Linked DNA regions of Gasterosteus aculeatus: regions 1 and 3 are each linked to region 2. The links are chromatin contacts, called in public Hi-C maps. All regions are on one chromosome and are shown on one strand. Each heading gives the region's core, a stretch centred on a gene start, on an enhancer-like site or on the middle of the called end of the contact. The rest is flanking DNA. Distances are from core to core; before and after follow the strand shown. Region 1 overlaps sdk2b (sidekick cell adhesion molecule 2b). Region 2 holds the start of sdk2b (sidekick cell adhesion molecule 2b). Region 3 overlaps sdk2b (sidekick cell adhesion molecule 2b).

Evidence for each region. Hi-C and Micro-C count contacts between places; a contact is called where the count stands out from the background.
Region 1: a contact with region 2 is called in a Hi-C map of skeletal muscle, with 2.8 times the contacts expected there. The contact joins the enhancer-like site here to the promoter of sdk2b in region 2. A contact is called at or near these places in 2 of 6 Hi-C or Micro-C datasets (both in skeletal muscle).
Region 3: a contact with region 2 is called in a Hi-C map of skeletal muscle, with 7 times the contacts expected there. The contact joins the enhancer-like site here to the promoter of sdk2b in region 2. A contact is called at or near these places in 3 of 6 Hi-C or Micro-C datasets (skeletal muscle and tail fin).

Annotation. Positions count from the first base shown.
Region 1 is chr5:9,564,839-9,568,694 of fGasAcu3.hap1.1, reverse strand. It overlaps sdk2b (sidekick cell adhesion molecule 2b), which reads left to right. Exons shown (of 45, transcript XM_078103193.1): 15 at 571-718; 16 at 1,581-1,721; 17 at 2,334-2,515; 18 at 3,484-3,599. Among protein-coding and RNA genes, the nearest start is that of cdc42ep4b, 36 kb to the right of the region's middle. Within about 2 kb of position 2,169, at least 5 of the 9 cell types and tissues checked have open chromatin away from gene starts, as enhancers often do.
Region 2 is chr5:9,798,108-9,802,063 of fGasAcu3.hap1.1, reverse strand. sdk2b (sidekick cell adhesion molecule 2b) reads left to right here and starts at 2,254. Exons shown (of 45, transcript XM_078103193.1): 1 at 2,254-3,106. The coding sequence starts at 3,019.
Region 3 is chr5:9,588,241-9,592,544 of fGasAcu3.hap1.1, reverse strand. sdk2b (sidekick cell adhesion molecule 2b) reads left to right here. Exons shown (of 45, transcript XM_078103193.1): 3 at 2,904-3,010. Among protein-coding and RNA genes, the nearest start is that of cdc42ep4b, 59 kb to the right of the region's middle. Within about 2 kb of position 2,389, at least 1 of the 9 cell types and tissues checked has open chromatin away from gene starts, as enhancers often do.

The DNA.
Region 1 (3,856 bases), core at 920-3,419, 230 kb after region 2:
TCTATTTGGATCGCTCACCCCGGCATTGCCTTGAATTCTTGAATACAACTTTTTCACGCCTACCTCTGCGGCAGTGAATAATCCAGAAGCTCTTTAATGATTTGAAGTAAACGGGGGCCGTTTACTATCAAAACGTCTGTTTATAAACTCCCACGCAGTTCATGCACTCATTGAGCCGGTTCGTAGGCTCAATACTTCCCAAACAGGGAACAAATGTTTAGAATATGATATATATTAGAGTACTATTATTATGCTTTAGATATTAGGTTTTATGCAAGTTTTGGGGAAAAACTGAGCATATAACTACAGACTTCTCTCCTTTTTCAGATTACATGTCTTAAATCTGCAATGCGTCGTGCCATCACTTCCTTTCTCAGACTTCTTTCAGTTTTTTAATGAATTCAAGTTTCTTTAACTGTGACCTACCGTGACAGAACGATTGCAGGTGTGAGAGTGAAGAAATCCCTCCCGAATATTAGTACAAAATGTTTCATTTGCTGGAGATGCTAAGGTGGACGGTTGTGTGCACGTGCGGAAACAAGGCGTTAACCCAGCCCCTCTTTGTTCCAGACGCTCCCTGGGCCATCCTGCTGGCCAATATCGAGCCCCAGTCCGTAGCGGTGACGGTGAATGGCCTGATCCCGGCGCGCTCCTATCAGTTCCGCCTCTGTGCCGTTAACGATGTGGGCAAGGGGCAGTTCAGCAAGGAGACTGACCGGTGAGTTTAATACAGATCCTAACCACCCTCCCACACACACACCCCTCATCCCCTTTCAACACCAGAATAGTTATTGGTGGCTGTTATCTAGGGTGTAAAAAATTGAGAATTTTCTCAGCAATTTTCTGATGACAAGTTGATCCGTTTTTTTATTAAATTTATTTTAAATGTGTTAATCACTTTTATTTGACATCCCTTAATTCCTCCATCTCACCATCCCTCAGCTGACAATAGCTGTGAGAATTCTTCGAACAAGATCTCGCAGAACTCAGTGGCTGTTCGTAAACAGTGCGTTGTGCCCAGAAACGCCGTTTCCTAGACAACTGATCCCTTCAGTCTAGAGTCGGCGAGGAGGGGATGCACGTCTACCAAAAGCCCGGGCGCGCACACGGACATGCGGGATCGCATGTAAACACGCACAAGCGCCGGCGCGCTCTCGCATCCCAAAAGCCGCGGGAGGGATTTAAGTCCCAGGCGGCATTTGGTCCGGCCTTCCCCACGGCCTCACCCTGCGTCCGCGCGTTGCACTTATCTCGCTCGCGTCCCTTCCCACGCACACCCGTTCCGTCCGAGTAAATGTGCATCCCGTGACTTTTGTCACCTGTGCTGAACAGGACAGGAGGTTTTTTTTTAGTGTGTGCTAATGTTTGCTTTAAATTGAAATGCTACATTTAGGCTGCTGCATTATTACAAAGCTTTTAGTTTAACATAAACTAAAGCAGCGTTGGTGATGATTCCCAGAGGGAAAAATGTTCTTTTATATCTCCAGCTTCATAGCTTTATGGCTTTGTGTGTGTGTGTGTGTGTGTGTGTATGTGTGTGTGTGTGTGTGTGTGTGTGTGTGTGTGTGTGTGTCCTGCAGGGTCTCTCTCCCCGAGGAACCCCCCAGTGCTCCGACACAAAATGTAATAGCTAGCGGCCGGACCAACCAGTCCATCATGATCCAGTGGCAGCCTCCGCCGGAGAGCCACCAGAACGGCATACTCAGGGGCTACACCATCCGGTAGGATCCCCGTTCCTCCACCTTCTCACCTGACACCTATCCGGTTCCATCTGGTTATCCCAAAGGCCACAAGCAGCTACAGACATACACATTCAGTTCAGACACCAGGTTCACACCTCCTGTTAGACGTTTAAAGTGTCACATTGAGAATTTAGATTTCTACTTTCTACACGAGTAAGTGAAAATGATTAAAAGACGTTGTCAATACAGCGTCAGTCAACACCACGGCAATTAAAAAATATGTCAGACTGAGGGAAAATAGTTTGACTTCAGAAAAACTTTGGAGTCAGGCGTGTGCCAAACTGACTGTAAATCCTGTAAGCGCGTGTTTAGCGTTGGTTTTCTGTCGGGCGTTTTATTCCCCGCATCCAAATGAAACAGCAGGTGTTTTCCGGAGGACAGCCAGTGTTTTTTTGATCGCTGGTTTTCTGGTGCTTTGTCTCCCCCTAGCAGGGAGCCCGGTGAACTGGCTCAAGCGGCAAAGCGCTGTAATGTCAGTGCACCGGCTCCAATGTCACATTCACTGTGAAAGCAACAGAGCTGTGCCATGTTTTTGCCTCAGTGATGAAGTGCAGGAATCCCCGTTCATGTTTGTGTGTGTGTGTGTGTCAGGTACCGTCTCACTGGGCTGCCTGTGGACTACCAGACTAAGAACATTTCCAGTCCCGATGTGACCAACCTTCTGCTGGAGGACCTCATCATCTGGACCAACTATGAGATCGAGGTGGCCGCCTACAACGGGGCCGGCTTGGGCACCTTCAGCCATAAAGTGACTGAGTGGACGCTGCAGGGAGGTGAGAGCTCATTTCGTTGATGTGATTGGGTCTTTATTTGGAGAAAAAAAAAAGGAAACATCACATACAACACAAAACAGAACAAACAGTTCCAGTAAGAATATTGATTTCTCGGTTCCTTGAAACAAGATACGCGGGTTAAAAACATGAAAACAACCGCATCTTAAGATAAATTGACCCCCGTTAAAGATTTTACATTTTAAAGCACACTTGCTTGAATCAAAAAAAAAAAAATAGATATGAAAACATGTTGTTCGCCTTTGCAATTGTGCTTGACGTGAACGTTGTATCTGGGTTCGCTCGAGTCTGTGGCTGAGCGAAGAAACTTTCTCCCTTCAAATTTATTCAGACAGACTTTGGCAGACTGCCAAAGTGAAAAAAACATTGAAAAAAATGTTAACTGACGTAAGTAATACATCGTGGGCTTAAGATTGTGGGTGTTTTGGGAGCAAGGGGGATGCTCACATGCTACCTCGAAAATACTCCGAACAAAGTGCTGCCTAGAAGTCAAAGAATCCTTGAAATCGGAAGAGTCCTCAGGCGGGATTATTTCACTTAGCACCCGTGGACGTGAACCGTTGAAGAATCCTTTCTTGATTTTAAGAAACATCCACTGATTTTTTTCAGTCTTGATTATTGAATGTGTCTTTTTGAATAAATACGACCTGATGCTCAACTCTATTAACATTGATTCTTCTCCGTGAGGCCCGCGCGAAGGTGTGGCATCTCCATGAAATCTATAATCAGCTCACACGGTCTCAAACGAATCCCCAGAGAGGGCCTGGTGCTGGCGGGGTTGGTGTCATCAGAAGGACCGTGATGACGGTATCTGTCCTGACCTGTGCAGCGGCGATCGATACCGACATCCGAACAGATGCCGGCGGACTTCCAGCAGACCACTCGAGCGTGTTCTCACACCCTGTTTTTTTCTTCTCCTCCCCCTTCCCACCTCGGCTTGACCCTCCCAGTGCCCACCATCGCCCCCGGCAACGTGCAGGCCGAGTCGGTCAACTCGACGACGATCCGCTTCACGTGGACGGCCCCGAACCCTCAGTTCATCAACGGCATCAACCAGGGCTACAAGGTCAGTTGGTGCCGAGCTGTCGGGGCTGAACATGTAGTATCACATATACTGTGCAGCAAGAGGGGGGGGGCAATGCCAAGGGGCCAAGGATATTTGGTCGCCACTGTGAACGATGGACCCGGTCCTCCCATTTGTCAGTCGGAGGTCATCGTCTTTATCTTTGCAGTCGTTTTTCCCGTTTTATTGTGGAGCTGTGAGCATGTGATGATGAATGTCTTCATTATTTTGTCATGGGCTTTTGAATACAGTCCATCTCT
Region 2 (3,956 bases), core at 1,005-3,504:
ACAGATCTCTTCCAATCACCCAAAAGTCTTCTGCCTTCACATAAACAGTCGAAAGATCGTTTTTCCGATATTATTTTGCGAAACCAATCCCCAAAACCAAACCGATGTGAGGATCCGAGCTGTTGATCAGGGCCTTGTGGTCTGAGCGTATCTTCGATCTTTTGAAACATTAATGCCTTCTGTTGTGTAAAAACACGCCTCTCCGGTCTTCCTGGCATCAGAGGCTGCAGGGGAAGTTTTACCTTAGAGGGCCTCTTTAAATTTGACCTGAAAAAATAAAAAAAGAGATGAATTTCATAGTTAATCTTCATGGTTCAAGTTTTGGTCAGATAAGAGATTCTGAGTGCAAACTGGGCAACTTTGGGAACATTAAGTTCCCAAAATACGTCCCTGAAGGATCAATTATGTCTCCAGAGAAATGTACATCCTCCCGAGTTAGTGTTTTTGACTTATCGCAATTATGTGATCATAATCATTGTCGTCATGAGAAAGCATGTTTCACTTACTTACTTACTGTACTTACTTACAACAAACCAGGATTTTAGGCGAATGAATTTAGGTTCAAGCAAAAATGTACTTGTTTATGTTAAAGGAAAGATCATGGTTTGGTTAAAAGTAAGTTTACCAAACTTGTTACGCAATTAAACTTAAAAAGCTTGACATTTAGAAGGTGTTAGTTTCTCCTGTGAAACTACAAATCAACACTAAGATTTACCTCCTGGGGGAGGTTTCCTTATTGGATGCATCCATCCACAACAACCGCTTCCAACAATGCATTTATTAAAACATCTTCCTCTTGTACTTGGTCATTTGTGTGTCCCTGAACCTCCATTTGTATCTTTTTTTTGTATCGTCATTTTTCACATTTCAACTTAGCAGCTTATGAAGTGATGAGCTGCTAAGAGGTCATGGTCCTTTCACGTGATTAAGTTTCAGCCTCAAATTACTTCCAGGTGTCTTTGCACTTGTTTGTGCCTCCTCTTCTGTACCAACAATGGCATCCCATGGTTTGGTTTGAGGTGTTTAAATATGGATGCCCAGGGCAAATGTCAGAATAACTCAAAAATAATTGCAGTCTGCTTCGAGTACCTCTGAATCATCAATACCAGTTCTTTGGTTAATTCTAGGGCCAAATAAAAAGATCGCTCACTGAAGTGAATATACCTTGAAGCCACACAAACAGCAGCATTGCCTCTCATGTATAAAAAGCTGTGGCTCAATAAATTGTGTCCATGGTTTTTGCAGATTACCCTTTTGCTTATAGTTACAATCAGTGCTTTGGAAAAAAAAAATCTTAATTAGGTGCATCCTTGGGGGAGGTCGAGGAAGCGCTCCATCCTGCTTTTTCTGATATTAACTCTCTTTTTAACTTTTGGGCAAGGTACGACACTGTTGGATGAGAGCGAGAAAACCAAAAAATGAAGATCAAGCTTTTACCACGGTGCATTATTTCTTTGATGCCCTGTGGTGGCTTATATGTACACTCCATTTGCCGGATAAAAAAACAAAAAAAACATAAAACATTACTGACATTAACACTCCTGCTTTCTCCCGGAGAGGCACTGTCATTTTCAAGACAGGAACATTTGCTCCGTCATGCTCTCTCATTCTCTCCCTCAGCCTCGACTTTACTGATACTGTCATTTCGGAAACAGCCTTTTCTCAGTCGCTCTCCATCACCCTCTCCTCTCCTCTCTCCCTCTCTCGTTCTGCTCTTCCTACTTCCATCCTTCCCTCTTTTATTTCTCAACCTCTCCTTCCCCCTGTCCTCCCTCCTCACCAACGCAGGCAAGATAACATGCAGCCGTTCCAGCCCATGTCTAAAGACTTAAGACAGCCATTGGTGTCTCTATGGTTGTGTCATGCACCTCCGAACAGCGTGGAGGAATTACAGGATTCCACACAGCTTCAACTACATTTAGGAAAAATGTAGTGGGTTGAGAAAAACACCAGCAGGTCAAATGCATTTCAGACACATTGTAAATCCCCCACTTAATATCACAATGGCGTCTCTCCACTCCAGGCCCCCCGGTGACACGGGCAGAGCACGTGCTCCTTAAATCATTTTAACAAAAAAAGGTATTTATCCATGCCACCTTTTTTCTGTGGTGTTGGAAAGCAATACAACCCCTAAGTGGAGAACCCCCTTTTGTGCGCGGCTCCGTTGGGCCGGGGAATGCGCTTTTGCGCGCGGCCGCATGGTGGCAACATGCGCTGCGCCGCCAGCGCGTCAGATCCGAAACGTTCCCTCACACTGAACCCCGGGACTCGTCCTCCTCCGACGCACACGGGCAGCCGCGCTTCTCCTCCACGGCGGGTTCCGAGCAATGACGGCGTGACTGAGTGCAAGTTTGAGCCTCCTCCTCCTCCTCCTCCTCCTCCTCCTCCTCCCCCTTTGCTGCCCTCGTCGAAGTTCCTCAGTGCTCCTGACACAGGATGAGATGCCATCCTTGACAGCGCGCCGTGGGCAGGATTCGAGGTAAAGTCCATCGGGGTGGCTTTTTTGGGGGGAGAGACCAAAACTGCCACTGCTCTGGTCGGGGACAGCGGTGAGGTGGAAGTTTGAAGTTCTAGGAGGCAAGGGAAAAGGAGAGGAGACGGCATCTCAAGGACGCTGGAAGTGTGGATGAAAAAGTAGGAGGTGCAGAATTGTCTCCTCACAGGTGCAGCGAGACGCGGACTGTATTTGGACTTAAAGCTGGATTCGCCTGACTGAGTTGCATCCAACTCACTTGGCACCACAACTAACAACCGACTCCGTTTAAACGAATCGCGTCGGTAACGACACGCTGACGAAGCAGCAGCTCGGTTGTTGCGCCCCCAGATCTGCGCGCTTGGCCCGCTGCGAGTTGCCAGCGGGGCTCCCAGACACCGAGAGACCCGACGAGCAAGCGGACGACCGCGGGACACAGTAGCAGCCCATCCTCCCCCCCCCCAACCCCCTAACCCCAAGCGCACCGGGCACTTGTTGTCCAGTCCGCCCGGTATCTTTTTTTTTTTTTGGAGAGGCGGGGGACGATGTTCGCGGACTCCCGGAGCAGATCGATGTGGCGTGCCACATGGATTTTATTTTTTAACCTACTCCTCCACTCCATTCAGGCTCAAGGTAAGAGACACCGCGCCGGGGGCGCTCAGGGGTGGTCTGCACCCCCCCCCCCCCCCCCCCCCCCCCTTTCCCCGCCATGGTGGCCAGCATGTGTTGGGTGTGTTTACGCTCTGCTGGCATCACATCCGTGATGTGTTCATCATGCTTTGACTTTTTCGTTTTGCACGGAGGCTATAATTTCCTCATTAAGCTTCGCGTGTGTGTGTGTGTGTGTGTGTGTGTGTGTGTGTGTGTGTGTGTGTGTGTGTGTGTGTGTGTGTGTGTGAGAAAGTGTGTAGCTTGGGAATTGTCACGTGAAGCCCATTTGGCTGATAATTAAATCACCCGATCCACCCAAAAGTTTGCGCGTCCAACCAGTGCCATAAATAAAGAGATGGGCCCACAAGATGCTATACAGCAGTTGTTCTTTGAGACTGTTTTTAACTTACTGAAATCTGTGTGTGTGTGTGTTTTCTACTTTGCTGAAGTTGTTTTAATCGCTTTGGTTTGACTAGTCATTCAAATTCTCACCGCAATAATCCCTCCAGATCGCTGTCGGGTTCCTGTGGAGACTAAGCGTGTTGTTGCTGTTGCTGTTGCCCAGCAGTCTCTGTAAACTCAGGCTTCCTTTTCATTGTTATCACACGTTCATGTGCACGTAGAACCTTTTCACAAATGATGTTACCCAGGATGACCTGAAGTTTGTTTTTTTTCCTTGCGAAGAAAAGTTTCACTTTGAGCATTTTGTGGAGCTAATTGGGGGTCTGCAGTTAGACATGAGGCTGCCACGGGGTGCTCAAAAGAGGGGGTGGGGGGTCCTCAGCAAAGTACCCAGGTATCTTAAATGCCACCTCACTCCGTTTCTGTCTCT
Region 3 (4,304 bases), core at 1,140-3,639, 210 kb after region 2:
AAGCCTAAACAGACTTTAGGCAAAAACTAATTTAGTCCTTCGGGTGCAAATGACGCTGCTGCTAATGGGATCTGACACCACTTCATTTTTTTTTGTTATGGATATTAACAGCGTTCGAACATATCCAACCATTTGTTAGCGCAGTGCAGGTTCCACTTGGCGGCAGCCCCTTTTCCATGCGTTAAGGCGTGCGTCATACACACAGAACCTCAAATTGCTAATTTCGTTTCCCCGTTTCTGGAGTGCGATGGCATGCCGATGTTGCAGAGGTCAAGTAAAGCGCGGCTCGTCTTGTTGTTCCCAAAACAGTTAGCAGTGAGCAACATATCAATTTTCTGTCCAGACAGAAACCGCTGTGTTCGCTGGAAGGAAACATAAAAGTATGCAAAAAAAAACATTCACATTCAAGAGGTTTTCATAGCCACAGTTATTTCATGCTGTGGCCAGTTAGTTAGCCAGATGTGCAGGCTGAAAACCTCCCTGCACAAGTGTCTGATTGGACTGTTGAGTACCCAGCAGGGAGAATCAGACACATCAATGAGCGGACCCACTGGACCCATTGGACCCATTGGACATCAGTGTTACGCCAACGTGTTAACGTGCAAACCAACAGGCGCTGCTCTCAACGGGTCAGCGGCTTTGATCGCTGAAATGTAGCGAAAAGTAAAGTTTCCCAACACGGACGCAACTAATGTACATAACGAAATAGAACTGAGACGGGCGGCTGAAGGGTTTAGTGAGCGCTCTTCATCACCATTGTCCAAACACAGAAAGAGGAAATATCTTGTGGAGGAACGGTTTCCCCCGTTCAGAGACTTGAAGTTTCTCTGACTTCTCCTAATTGGGTGTCACTTTCTATTTTAATTTGTCGCCCATCTGTGTGTGTATGTTTGGTCTTAAGTAACGTCACTTTGCAAGCCTGAAGGCATAAAGACGACAGCTAAGACTTTGAAGGGGGATTTTTCTCAGCCTGATCAAATTCATAAGGACTTTTTAAATATATTCTGGTTGTCTGTACTGGGTTTCATTCCGCACACTTATGCGTTTGGTTTGCTTATTATACACATCCTCTTAGAAAGTATCATTTCATTTCGCTTCTGTTAAGCCCCTGGCAGTCTGTGAAAACTTGTCTATTCATGTATATTTAGTCTGAGTACTGTTTGGTTTGGCAACATCCTACACACGTTTTAGTGCTTTTAGGGGAACAGGCCTATAACGCCTCCTATTATTTGACTCCTTCCTCCTCAACGAAAAGATTTATTTCTGGTAAAGTGTCCAAACCGTCCAGCAATTAGCTTGTCAAAACTTTAAAATTGCTCTCTTTCACTTCTCCGTCATTCACTCAAGCGCTTCCCAAACATGCATTAATGCAAATAAAACCTCTTGACACAAAAGGTAGAATCACAAAACCAAACATCACTCCGGCGTCCCGCCTGGCGGTGCGCTAAGCACTCTCGAGCAAGTAGCGCGCAGCAATGTGACAGCAGCGATGGTAAGCGCCATTCTCGCAGCGAGAAGTGTTTCACCTCCCACAAGAAGTGTATTGACAAGGCGTGTTGTGCTAGAATTAAACATGCACAACTCTCTTAAGGCTAATTCCCAACGTCTTCATTGTTGTGATAACATCTATTATGCCGCCAGTTGTCCGCGGCGTCTATCTCCTTTCCGCGCCAAGACGATGCCTGCCGTGCTCAGCAGTCTGGAAGCCTGATCTTTGAAATGAACGACTTAAACAAATCGAAAATAGAGCATCTTTTGCATCCCAGCGGCATCGCTGTACGGCAGATGCCGAAGAAGCCGCGTGCACACAGTCGAACAAACATTGATCACTGATAAGCGTCTGCAGGTGTCTCCTCCAGAAGCCAGTAAACTTGTGGTTGGATCAAAAGTGGTGGTTTCTAGCAGCTTCTATACACACACACACACACACACACACACACACAGAGGACCATTAGGGGCGTTTGAAACGGCCACTTCATCCCAGCCTCCTCCGACAACCGCGTCAACACGTTTGTCTTTGATTTGCACAAGCGCGGGTAACTCTTTCAGGGTGTCTCTTCTCGAGAGGCAGCGCCGTTGTTGCCACAAAATCTTTGTTCGCACTTGAAGTGCAATTTAGCATCAAATGTTTTAGGTTTGTTTTGTGTGCAATTCTCAGGTTCGTTTGTCTCGAGGTGTGTTTTTGCACACACATTCGTGGACAACGTGGAGGACGCGGAACGAATGCAGAGGCAGACTTTTTCCATCATCAGCACTTGCCACTTGTTCTTCTAGCGTCAGCTGCAACACCAGATGTGCCTCAAGACGCGCGCATATACATCAAGTGGGTCGTTAGTCTTCGCAGTACAGCAGCTTTTGTAAAGCGCAGGTTGCGCTGCCTCCGCTTGGCGGGGAGGCGGTACTGCCACCGCAGCTGGACACAAAAAGTCAAGGTCAGAGGGAGAGCGTCGACTGGTGGAGACGCGTAGCTTCGATCTGTGTCCCAGGGGAGCTGGTGCGCATGCGTGCGTTTGCATAGAGCCGGTTGGAATGCGTGTGTTGGTCGTCTGTGCCCGTGTGTGTGCGTGCGTGTGCGTGTGTGTGTGTCTTCGGGGAGAGCTTTGCTGTGGAAGCTCGGTTAGCCTCCCGAGCATCATTATCATTAGAATAAACAATAGCTAAGCTCAGATGTCCTCAGTGCCCTTGTTCCTATTAGATGGTGTTTGTTGGTGTGTGTGTGTGTGTGTGTGTGTGTGCACCTTCTCAGAATACTGTTTGTGCTTTTTAGAAATATCTGTGTTTGCGCCCTTACATAAGGACCCTTTTTGAATCTACTTTTATCTTGTTTAGTTCACTATTTCATCCGATGCCGTCTAAAAGAATCCTCATCCGTGTCTTGTGCTTGTTTTCTGTCCCCACCAAAGGTACCTGATCCCTTCGTTGGACCGCTCCCATGCCGGCTTCTACCGCTGCATCGTGAGGAATCGCGTGGGAGCTCTTCTGCAGAGGCGCACAGAAGTGCAGGTGGCCTGTAAGTATCCGCATGAGACGCAGGTGAACGGAACTAAAGGTTGAATGAAAAGCATGGCTGCGGAGGCAGGGAGGGGGTATGTGAGCACACGGTAGGTGGACACTTTGTTCGGCTGCCTTTCCCGCCCCAGGGACCGAGCAGGGAGGGACAGATGCTGGCAGGGTGAAAGATCTACCTGCACATCATTCTGGGTGTTGTCAACCCCGGCAGCTGTTCCACTCAGCCGCTCTCATTAGATTGATATTGTTGCCGTGGTCGTTTCTTAACTTTGCTCAATTTCAATATGACCGCCGCTTATGCCGTTTTCTCTCTCTCGCGCGCTTTTGTCAACAACATCTGTCGCTTCGTGCCTTAAAATAGGGGCTCGGGTGCGCCTTTGCATTCTGTCGATTTTTTTTTCCCGGCGCCGCTCCCAGGCCCCTCGGCTCACGACGTCTTGTTAACGAGCTATTACAAGCGCGCCGCTGAGCTGTCTGGAGCGTTGTCGCAAACAAATCCCCCCCCCCCCCCCCCCCCCTATGATAGGCGCAGCCCTCCTACGCCCATTATCCCCCCCTCTCGGGGTACGCCAGGTCTGTTGGCTTCCCCTCGTTTCAGCGGCATTTAAGCGGACGTGACACGCCGCTGTACCCGAATGAACAACGCAGCCAACCAGGGCGTGCGAGAGAAAGTTATGGGAGGGGCACAGAGGAGGCCCGACACTCCCACCGGCCCACTTGTGTAGTGCTATAGATGCTACTTTGGTAGCTTACCGATTGCTTGTGCCGCTCTTCCCTCTTCCAGCAGTCTGACTCTTTTCTGCTTTCAACACTGTTTTTTTGCCGTAGAGGGATGGCGAGGTCTCTTTTGCAAACTCCGGCATTGAGGTGGCACAATTAGGGTTGCGCAGACACGCCTCGGGCAAAGGGAAACATGCCGCGGCATTAGAGTTTAGGGAAGAGGAGGAGGACATAAAATCGGCGAAACTGCAGATCAAAGCCGGGAGATTTGCACACTTGCCAGACTTTTATGTAAGCTCCTTTTTTAAGCTGGGTGGAGCCAGCACGCTAAAGAAAAATACGATTGCCATCAAGCCCCCCCCCCGTACCTTGATCCATACATTTACTAAAGATATTATTATTTCTAATCTGTGTACGATAGTGTTTGAAGTTTTGTTTGAAGGCTTTCAGCTGCTTTTTACATCCCGCACCTCTCTCATAAAGGTGAAACAATCTCACGGTATGCATCCGACACAAAACCAAAGTCTGCGCTTTCTCATCCGGAAGGCGGTGCATTGCGAAAAAAAACACACTGC